Linked DNA regions of Sus scrofa: region 1 is linked to region 2. The links are chromatin contacts, called in public HiChIP or PLAC-seq maps. All regions are on one chromosome and are shown on one strand. The core of a region is the stretch at or near the end of the contact, and the rest is flanking DNA. Distances in the headings are between cores, read along the strand shown. Region 1 overlaps ADD3 (gamma-adducin). Region 2 overlaps XPNPEP1 (xaa-Pro aminopeptidase 1).

Region 1 (5,799 bases), core at 2,315-4,814, 240 kb after region 2:
CTTGTTGCTTGGCAGAAACCAGACTGCTGTTTGAATGCTTTCTTAAATGGTTTTTATTTGAATAAAGTCAAAAGAGATATTAGAAAGGTAGCTTTCTGTTGAGATCTTTTCATCATAAAATTAGCAATAGCTTCAGTGTTAATAATGCTTTCATGGAGTTCCCTTAGTGGCTCAGCAGTAAAGAACCTGACTAGTATCCATGAGGACATCAATTCAATCCCTGGCCTCGCTCAGTGGGTTAAAGATCCGGTGTTGCTGTGAGCTGTGGTGTAGGTTGCAGATGTGGCTTGGATCCTGCCTGTCTGTGGTTGTGGCTGAGGCCAGCAGCTTCAGCTCCGATTCAACCCCTAGCCTGGGAAGGAGCTTTTATTTGCGGGGCGGGGGGTGGGGGTGCAGCCCTAAAAAGACCAAAAAAAAAAAAAAGCTCTCACCATTGAGAGCATGTGACTTAACTCTCTAACATCACTCCCTAACAAGTACTTGATGAAACAGCAAGATGGTAGCTGATATGTTCTTTTACTCTCAGTGTACTTCTTTGAAGGATAATAAGCTAAAGAAACATTGTATGAGCTGATAAATTTCAGACCATCATTTACAGTCTGGGACACTCCCAGACTCAGGCTTCTTCCTGGCAACTAATTTTCAGGTAAGGAATTATTTGACCTGAATCTCTCTCCACAATTTTTCCTCTTTTAGGTCTCGGCATGGTCACACCTATCAATGACCTTCCTGGGGCAGATACATCCTCATACGTGAAGGGAGAAAAGCTTACTCGTTGTAAACTTGCCAGCCTGTACAGACTTGCAGACTTGTTTGGATGGGCCCACCTGGCAAATACATATATCTCAGTGAGTCCTTCAGCTTTCACTTCCTCTTTTTTTTTTTTTTTTTTTTTTTTTTTTTTTTTTAAATCCCAACTTGAAAGCAACTGTATTGTCCTCACCTTTTCTCAGAAGTGCAGTTTTTGGACCTTATCCTCTGAGCCTGGCATGCTGGACCTCATCCTGATTTAAACCTTATATTTAAGAGAGAGGCTGCAGTTACCCCAACTTTTTTCTCCATTTACTATCTGTGTTGTTCCTCTAATTCAGACCAGTTGTAGAACTTATCCAGGAAGAAATCCTCAGGCAGAGTTTTCCCTCTTTGTGTTAATGATATCTGAGAGACAGTGATATTTTTAAAATGCTTTAAAAAGCAATTGGAGCAGGGAAAATAGAGGGGGTCAGGAAGTTTCCTCCCTGGTCTTTATTTTTGAAAGATATTTTTCCCATTCATCATCATCTTGTTTTCATGTTGCCACACTTGAAACAAGATAATATTTGGAGACAAAAAAGTATGAAAATATTGTGTGATGAAAATGGCACAGATGTGAAGTATAATCTTCCTACAATTTTTCAGCCCTTCCTTCCTCCCGGCTGTTCCTTAGTTTGCCCTTCCATCTCTACCTTAATTCCTTCTTAGGAAAAGATTCTGTTTTCTTTCTTTTGCTCATTTGCCCTTAATTTGCATATTTAAATCAAGATTATAGTCATTACCACCTTGGGTTGAATTATATTGGCATTCATTTCTCTTGAAGATAGCTGACCCTAAACAACCTTAAAACCCCCAGAGTGACACTTTAGGTAAGTCCAGTGTATGAGGAACTAATGTCAGGATATTTTTAGCAAGTGCTTGAGGGTTTGAGGGAAAAAAACTTTTCAAAGAAAGTTTCATGTTGTACACCTTTAAGTTCTGCTTTGTTTTCTCCCCCCAGATCTCTTACAGTTATTTGTTGTAAATATATTCCTAGTCATGTTTACACAGCAAAATATGAACACCTCATAGTAATTCCATATTTTTTTCTCTTTCTCCCAGGTAAGAATAAGTAAGGAGCAAGACCACATAATAATAATTCCCAGAGGTCTGTCATTTTCTGAAGCCACAGCCTCCAATTTGGTACAGTTTTCGTTCCTGTATTATTTTTTCTGTGCTTCCTTGTGCTTTTCTGACAGTTTTTATCTTTTAGTACAGGACAGAATAAGAAAAGGTATAGATGGAAAAGCATTTACTAGTTAACAGGAATAAATTGGAAAGTTAACATTGTGGTTTTTTTTTTTAAATAAAAGCTTTAGGGTTCAAGAAAAACAGGGTAGTTGAAGAGCCTAGTAAATGAATTGGTCTAATCAGCTAACCTATTCATGTTTTAAAGAGAATATTTTGATTTTTTTTTCACCCCGTACTCCCTGTAATTTGTGTGAAAAAACAAAAACCACACATACACACACACAGAGACTATACATTTTATAGATAGATTTAAACAAAGTTCATTTGGTGTGAGACTAGCATCCAACATTCTAGCATTTTGTTTTCCATAATTGTACTCTTAGCCATTGTCGTTAGCCTCTAGAACAGTAGGAACTACATTAGTTCTAGTGCTGCAGTGTTAATTACAAGTGGATGTTTTCCAGCCATTTCAGTAAATGATGGACTTGTCCAGACCTTCAGTGAAGAGCTTAAGTTATTTAGTTTCTTGAAATGGCACTTCTTGGTAAATACTAAGTTTTGTTGCAGACTGTTTTTGTAATTAAAATTTTCTGGGAACAAAGCCACACCCATTCTTTTGTAGCGGGAGAGTTGAGTAGTTGCAATAGAGGCCTACAAAATCTAAAATATTTGCTATCTGGCTTTTGACCAAAAAAGTTTGCCATGTCCTGGTTTAGCTTGCAGAACACAAGAAACTTTAAGCATGTGTACCAATTAACTATGTCTTTGTGATTTTTCCAGGTGAAAGTCAATATCATAGGAGAAGTAGTGGATCAGGGAAGTACTAATTTAAAAATTGACCATACAGGATTCAGTCCCCATGCTGCAATCTACTCAACACGTCCTGATGTTAAGTGCGTGATACACGTCCATACCCTTGCAACAGCAGCTGTAAGTCACTGAAGGGACAGTGACCCTGGGAAGTGTATATTTTCATGTCTTTCCTTTCCTGATGCTTTACACTTTGCCATTTGAAATCATTTTCAGAGTATTAATGCTCTGCATATCCAGAAAGTAAAAAGTCCCTTTGGACTAAATGCTACAGTTCTAGGAAACAACTAGAGAGATAACATTTGCATTTTTGAACTAAACAGTTTAATAATTGGGTCATTTAGTTCTTTGGAGCAAAGCCTATTTCATGATATCCAGTACAACATGTAAATTGTGTAGTATCCCCAAGTTCTTTTTTTTTTTTTCTTGAAGAAGCAAAGAGCTAACAGAGGTAGCTGGAGTGGTAAACACAGCCTGAGCTGACTGAAGAATACAGTTCCTATGAAAGTGTAATTAGTAACTAAATGTGTGTTATCTTGGCCTGAACCTAATCAAATAGGTATCCTCCATGAAGTGTGGGATCCTTCCAATTTCTCAAGAGTCCCTGATCCTGGGAGATGTCGCCTATTATGACTACCAAGGGTCACTCGATGAACAAGAGGAGAGAATTCAACTGCAGAAAGTTCTGGGACCAAGTTGTAAGGTATGTAGTAGAGTTTTCTAACTAAGGAGCTATTTTTGTTGCTGTTACTGTTGATGAAAGCAGTGTAAGCTATGCCAGTTATTTAAAGTGATTGCTTTGGGATTCTATTTTAGGTGCTGGTACTCAGAAATCATGGTGTGGTAGCCCTTGGGGAAACAGTTGAGGAGGCTTTTCATTATATTTTTAATGTGCAGATAGCCTGTGAGATTCAGGTAAGAAAAACCCTTTACTCCCCTCTTTTTTTTTTTTTTTTTTTGCTTTGTTATTTGTTGAGTTGGGTATTGTGTTTACTTATTTCCAGAGTCCTATCAGTTGATGGCTTTTGTTTTGTCTTTTAAGAGAAGTTCTGTTTCCCTTGAGTTTAGGGTCAACTCAGGTATCTCTTGAGTTAAAAACAGGAGGAAGGAAATTAAAATTCACATACAGACACACAGCAAATCTAAGTGCCTCATAAACATAATTTTCATCATAATCCTATTTTTAAGATATATAGTTGCACAATTTGTCTGTTTTTACCCTCTAGTGATGTGGTGCTAATTAAGAAACAAAGGTGACTGCCGGTTATCAAAGATCAGATATGTTGCGGCCATTTTCCTGAAAGTGTTAGGGCAGGGCCAGAAGTTTTATGAACTCATGAGCTGTCCAGGGATTCATCAGCCTCAACTTCAATATTATAATGGATTTGATATTTATTAACCACTTTTTCCCCCAGAGAAGCCGAATGTGTTTAATGCACAGATTCTCTGTCTCTCTCTCTCTTTTTTTTTTTTTTTTTTGTCTTTTGTGCTTTTAGGGCCACACCTGCAGCATATGGAGGTTCCCAAGCCAGGAGGTCTAATTGGAGCTGTTGCTGCCAGCCTACGCCAGAGCCACAGCAACGCCAGATCAGAGCCGCGTCTGCGACCTACACCACAGCTCACGGCAATGCCAGATCCTTAACCCACTAAGCGAGGCCAGGAATTGAACCCTCAACCTCATGGTTCCTAGTCGGATTTGTTTCTGTTGCGCCACAATGGGAACTCCTGCACAGATTCTCTGGAAGCAAATGATAGTAATCTGAATTTATTGGAATGGCCACCAAAAAGGAGGGAAAAACTTTCTCTACCAACTTTAGCTTGTCTTAACAACCAACATTTTTTTTCTTTAATAGTCACTCCTCAAATGAAGCTATGAAAAGCTTAGTTAAATTAGCAAGCTGACTTCTGCCTAAATATCTTTAGATTCACAGTATAGTGCTTATATTCCTTTAAAATTATAACTTTCAGCAAACATATTAATGGATTGCTATGGGTAAACTGCAAGGAAAGAACTTTAAAATTTGGCAAGAGAATTCCATTTCTTGAACCATATTAAAAGGTATGGCTTTAAATGTGTTTTCCATCAGGGAGGATCAGAGTCCTGGAAGGTATAGGTAGATGGAAACAATACTTCAAGCTGCCTGCTTTCATAAGTGTATTTCTTTGTTGGTAGCCTAAATAACTATTACAGATATTTGATGAATTGAACTTATGCCCTTTTTTTTGACCACGCCTATGGCATATGGACATTCCCGGGCCAGGAATTGAACCCATGCCACAGCAGTGAAAATGCCAGATCCTTAACCTACTATACCACAAGAGAGCTCCAAACTTGTGCCTTTTTAAAAAAAATACTCATTCTAGTCTCTGTTCCCTAATTTGCCATTGATTACAGGTGCAGGCATTGGCAGGAGCAGGTGGTGTAGACAATCTACTTGTATTGGATCTTCAGAAATACAAAGCTTTCACTCACAGTGTAGCAGCATCTGGAGGAGGAGGAGTGAATATGGGTTCCCATCAAAAATGGAAGATTGGCGAGCTTGAGTTTGAAGGGCTGATGAGGACTCTGGACAATTTGGTAGGTGGAAAATTGAGCATAAACTTGGATTTCATGTTTTCAGATTCAAGAGCAGATGTTCCATCTCCATTTGATTTTGGAGCATGCTCCTTACTCCTCTGGGAGCATAGTTAGACCGTAGGAAGGAATTCAGTATATTTTAAGAATCATACAGTGAAACATGCAAATGTCATCCTAGATTTTACCCTCTTCCACTAAAAGTCAGGAGGCAGATTGCCTTCAGACCCAGGAACAAAGACGTAAATGAGCACTGAGATTTGGCCTCCAGAAAACCAGTTTATATCTAGAAAAATGTTTCTGGTCAGCAGTTTTGGAATTACTTTCTCAGGAACAACTGTATGAGTGGAAACCACTTTGTCAGCTCAGATAAATTTTAACCCGATCTTGAAATTTGCTTGATTTCCACTCTAGTGTTTATGTGGAGGTGG
Region 2 (5,167 bases), core at 2,525-5,024:
TGGGGCCCAAAGACCTGTCCCTTTTGGTTGGTGACTCTGAGCATGGTAAAAGGTGATTGAGCTCATTCAAAAAAATAAAGTACATCAAACAAGGTATTTCTCGTCCATCCCCCACCCACTTAGTTCTGTGAGACTGCTGGCAGCCAGCCATCAGCAAGATACTCCTTTTTGAGCCTCCGTGGTCATGGTCAGAGTTCACTAACAGATCAAAGCTTGACTGAAATAACCCCTTCTGGCTGCACAAAGGAGGCTTTTTCCCACTGTCTGGGATGCATATGACCAACCAGGGGAGACAGGGGCACTCTGCTTCTTCCCCTCTTGCACTCAGGAATCAGCTACTGCTAAAGATCTGATCTTAAAGGGCTGGGGAAGAGCCTTCCCAATTTGAGAACAAGTTAGAATCCAGGCCTGTGTTACAAGGGGGTTGGGGTGGATTTTTCACCACCTTGACTTTGGACTCGCAGAGCCTCTCAAAGGGCTTTCCCTCTCCACTCTCCTTGCTTCTCTCTCTCACTTACCTAACCCCTCAGGAAACAAAGGCAGGCAGGATCCCCAGGGAAGTAAAGCTCTGAGTAACTGTGTCACACAGTGTGATAGTGACCAGGTGCAAGGGCAAGCCAGGTCTAGAGGGCCAAGCCTAGACTCCTCCCAGGATGGCCCACTGCTTAATGGAGAAGAGAGGACATTGCTGGCCTTGGCACAGGCCACCTGGCAGCCAGAGGCCCAAGGTAGGACAGTTAAAAAGAATACAACTAAGGTGGTGTGGACTGCTGCCCCAGGCTCTAGTTAAAATGGGGCGGCGGCGGAGGGGGGTGGTGGGGAAACAGGTGTCAGCTGCTTACCACCACCAGCAGGGGCTCAGTCGAGGGCAGGGTTATCACTATCATCTGACCTCTGACAAACCCCTAGCTTCCAAAGCTGCCCAGGGCCTCAGGTCTCTTGAACTATAAAGTGTGATGGGGGAAGTCAATTAGCGTCTCCCCAACTTTAGCCACTCTCCTGCCACCCGCACAGGTCTTACCTTAGCCGCCTACCCCCGGACCCTGAGTAATATCCTTCTTTAGATTCTCTTTCAATTACCTTCGTTTATTAAACTCAACTCTGTCTTAACAAATGATCTGTATAATATATGGTCTTATAGACTAATTATATTTTTACCATACACATTTTTAAATTGAAATATAGTTGACATATATTTTAATGTAAGTTTCAGGTGTGTACAACCCAGTGATTGACAATTTTTAAAGGTTAAATGCCATTTAAAGTTATGAGAAGATACTGATTATATTCCCTGTGCTATACAATATATCTTTGTAGCTTATTTATTTTATACATAGTAGTTTGTGCCTCTAGTGTTTAGACACCCCTATCTTGCCTCTCCCCACATCCCTCTCCCCACTGGTAATCACTAGTTTGCTCTCTGCATCTGTTAAAATGCTTTTAAAATAGATATGTATAAATAAACCTAAGTTTGAATGTTTCCCACCTAAAATCATCTCTCATGCCACATTCTGGAAAACACAGGACTCAGTGGGTTCTAAGGGCCTCCCTCTAGCCCAAAGGGCTCATCCAGGGAGATGACACCTCTGATCCAACAGCCAGTTCTGGAACTCTGCCCAAGCAACCTTTGTTTCAAAAGCAAATTGCACGAGGCCAGGCCTGGGAAGGGCCTGGCCGCTGGAATGAAAGGTTCAGATGGGCCTCTGGGGCTACCAACCTTGGGGATGGCCTCGCTCACGGCATAGCTGGCCTTGTCACTGACCCACACCTTCTCCCTAGGCGACAGGCTGGCACACAGGACCTTGAGCTCGCTCAGGATGGACTTGTAGGGAAGCACCTGGATTCTGTATTCGGCTTCCAGGCCCAAGTCAAAAAGCAGGTGTTCCTTAACACTGGGGGTGTCTATGCGGTCACCGTCAATGAAGAGCCTGCAGAGGGGCCAGACGCAAGGTGACAGGAAAGGCGGGCATAGGAGTGAGAGGACAAGAACGCAGATGCACACAAGTGGGTCTGTCTTCTGGCAATCCAAAGCAAGCAGCTTCTCCTTTCTCCCCACCTTTCCCAAACCCTGCTCCCCAAACCGTGTCCCCTGCCCTGTATATGTTGTCGCCTTCACCAGGTGACAAGCCAGGGCCTGGGCACTGTCCTCTTTGATGCTCCTCCTCTCTCCTTTATTGAGATCTTTGAGCCTATAGCCTAGACCACCCCCAACCTCTCCAGCTTTCGCTGTGGCCTTGCCCAGTCACTGCCCAGGTTCAGGCCACTATCGTTGCTCACCTGGAGTGGTGCCACAGCCTCCTAACTGGTCTCCTTGCCTCCAGCCTTCCCTATCCACCCTATTTTTCACAGCAATCATAATTTTCCCCATAATTTCACCCTAATCATAACAGTCTTTATGATTTACAAGCCTGACCAAGTGGTTCCCTTGAGAAGCTCATCCCTCGGGACAAGAGCCCAAGCTCTGGAGCTAAGGGAGGCTCACAAGGCCTCCCTTAAGGGGCCTGCCCACCTGTGGGCCTCTCACTCCAGGTTCCAACCATCCTGGACCACTCTGCCTCCTCCACATGCACTGTGCTCTCCCCTGCCCAGAGCCTCTGAAAACGCTGCTCCCTCTGCTGATCGCCATTCTCTCCCTCCTCGCCCCCTAACCCAGCTAACTCACATGTACCTTAATCTCTGCTTCAATATCACTTTCCCCAAGAGCCTCCTCTGACCAAGTCAGGCCCCTCCCATAATACCCATCTCCCCATCCTACTGATGAGTCAGTGCCCACCATGTGCATGAATCGCCTAAGTTCATCTCCCCAACTCCAACTCCAACCCAGGGCCCTGTCTCATTTGCCCCAACACCTAGCAGAGACCCTGGCACATGGCAGGCACTGAATAAATATGTTGTCTGAATGTACAAAGCCATTCAAATAGAAGAGCAATGGCAGGAAGGCCACAAGCAGCAGTTTAAAAGATAAACTGACGATTCAACAAGGCACAGCTCAGGGACGGTTTCCTGAACCACTTCTGACCTTCCGAATGACAGGGTCTGTTTGCAGTGGAGACCCAGGATTGCATAATGGAGCCCACAGCCCCCCTGGCATTGGCTGCTAGAAAACCTGGCATCAGAATCAAATCTGCAGCCTGAACAAGACTTTGCAGCAGGAATTTGGTGAACTGACCTCACTCTCTGGTTTTGTTCTGATGTCCTCGAATACCAATTTTTTTTTTAATCTCCTAGTACTATAGAGACTTTCAGAGACTTCAAATCACTTTCAGGATTAAAAGAGAAGCAGGATATAAATAAATACCTATTGTTAAGGAAGGCAAGAAAGGGAAGGAAGAGAGGCCGGAAAGGGAAAGGGCAGGAGAAAAGCAGCGCGTCAGCACACGTCAGGGCCGGAGCAGGAGGTCGGGGCTCCAAGGGGCTGGGAGAAGGACTTTCAGGTGCAGGGCCAGCACTCACATGATTGTTTCTAGTCCTATGATTGCATAGGAGAAAAATACCGGATTGTGCTCCACATCTGATCCTCGGAGATTGAAGAGCCCTGGAAAAAAAAGTTCCTGTCACCTGCCTGACTGAGAGTTTAAGGGGCAGCTTGTTGGGGTGGTGAGCGGGGTTCCACTTGCTAGGGAAGGACTGGGTGGCATCTCTCTCAGAAGCTGGGAACCTTTCTTCCTAGTCCTACCTCTGAGCTGCAGTTGCTCATATCCGCCAAATGATGGCACCAGAACTGTTTCTTATGCTGCCACATCTCCGTCCAGAGAAGGGAATGCGGGAGTTATTAGTCAGAAAAGGGGAAATGCCCTCCAAACAAAGAGTTGCAATGGTCCCCCTGGTGGTGATGGGTCAGGCCTGGCCTTGCGGCAGAAAACCTCTGATGCTCCCTACTCCAGGGCAAGAAACCACTTTCTGGCTCCCATCTGAGGCAAACGGCCTTGGATAGAAAAACTGAGACCCACCCATGAGGGAGGCCAAAAGAGGCCTCTGTGTGAGGGTCACGGAGCCCCAGGGAGGCGGAGCTTCCCGGCAGAGGAACAAAAGCAGTGAGTCAGCCGGGGCTCTGGCCCTTGAATGAAACCCGAGCCTGCGGCCCACCCATGGGTCTGCTGTGGACCAGGGCAGGGTGGAGGACCTGCCTCCGCCAGTGTCAGGGGGCTTGGTGAGGTCACTGTGTGTCTGAGAAACCAGAGAACAGCTCTGGTCCCTGCACTTCCAGCTGCTTAATGTCTGCTCTCCTGAGGATCAGAACGTAGAAAGGACCCTGCAGTAAAAGTACCACCTCTGCTTTAAAATCACGGCTTCTCAAAGTAAAGCGATGAGGCAGTGTGTTTTACCTATGGGACCAAACTAACACTTTTTTAAACAACAGTACCTGGGACTGGCAAGGGTGTGGCAAGAGGGGTGTATTCATGCACCACTGTGCGACCATTCCGGCAGGTAAATGGCAAGACGGTCAAAAGCCCTACCACACACACACCCTCCAACACATACCACTTCTAAAAGCCAACCAGAAGCCGCAAGAAAACTATCAGACATTAAGACATGGATTTTGATGCACCAAGTTTGATGGCAGCATTGAAATAAAATCATGAGGAAACTGGACATAACTGAAAGGACATACTTAGGAGAATGGCTGAGTAAATTATTATACAATCCTATGGTGGGATATTTAATATTCACTGCAAATTATGCTTATATATGCGTAGAGTATCCTGATACACTGGGGGAAAAAAATCAAGCTACAAAATCACATATGCACAGAATGTCAACAGTGATTCTCTCTGTGTAACAAGATCACAGGTGATACTTTTTTTCTTCTTTCTACTTCCTCTGCACTCTCCAGATTTTCCACAATGGAAATGTGTTTTTTAAATAATCAAAGGGAGAAATTAGCTTTCTACGTTATTTACTCTGATGCTAAGATTATTAAGTTAATTAGGGATACAAATCACTGATACTCCTGACCAAGTCTGGGGGCTGGGGATTAGAGAGAAAGGACACTGTACAGTAAGCTCTCTTTCTGTAGTGAGAAACTAAAAAGATAAGACAGTGCCTCTTCTCAGGTGCCTTGGGTCAAATCCAATCAGAAAACAGCAGAGAGAATAAGAAGCTTCAACCAGATTCCTTTAGGTTCTAGAAGGCACTAAACAATTCCATGGGGGTCGTTTCAGGGCTT

The links. HiChIP or PLAC-seq counts read pairs in DNA pulled down with a chosen protein or histone mark.
Region 1: an H3K27ac HiChIP or PLAC-seq map of skeletal muscle shows a contact between it and region 2, with 5 times the contacts expected there. The contact joins two enhancer-like sites. A contact is called at or near these places in 15 of 47 Hi-C or Micro-C datasets (alveolar macrophages, brain, embryonic fibroblasts and 10 more) and 2 of 2 datasets of contacts at active chromatin or transcription factors (alveolar macrophages and skeletal muscle).

Annotation. Positions count from the first base shown.
Region 1 is chr14:120,567,282-120,573,080 of Sscrofa11.1, forward strand. ADD3 (gamma-adducin) reads left to right here. Exons shown (of 15, transcript XM_001924738.5): 4 at 697-848; 5 at 1,855-1,935; 6 at 2,764-2,913; 7 at 3,353-3,496; 8 at 3,610-3,708; 9 at 5,189-5,371. Among named protein-coding and RNA genes, the nearest start is that of MXI1, 74 kb to the right of the region's middle. Within about 2 kb of position 3,565, at least 4 of the 83 cell types and tissues checked have an H3K27ac peak or open chromatin away from gene starts, as enhancers often do. A contact at or near this core is called in skeletal muscle, where this site is marked.
Region 2 is chr14:120,330,532-120,335,698 of Sscrofa11.1, forward strand. It overlaps XPNPEP1 (xaa-Pro aminopeptidase 1), which reads right to left. Exons shown (of 21, transcript XM_003133180.6): 9 at 3,454-3,535; 10 at 1,718-1,928. Among named protein-coding and RNA genes, the nearest start is that of XPNPEP1, 35 kb to the right of the region's middle. Within about 2 kb of position 3,775, at least 39 of the 83 cell types and tissues checked have an H3K27ac peak or open chromatin away from gene starts, as enhancers often do. A contact at or near this core is called in skeletal muscle, where this site is marked.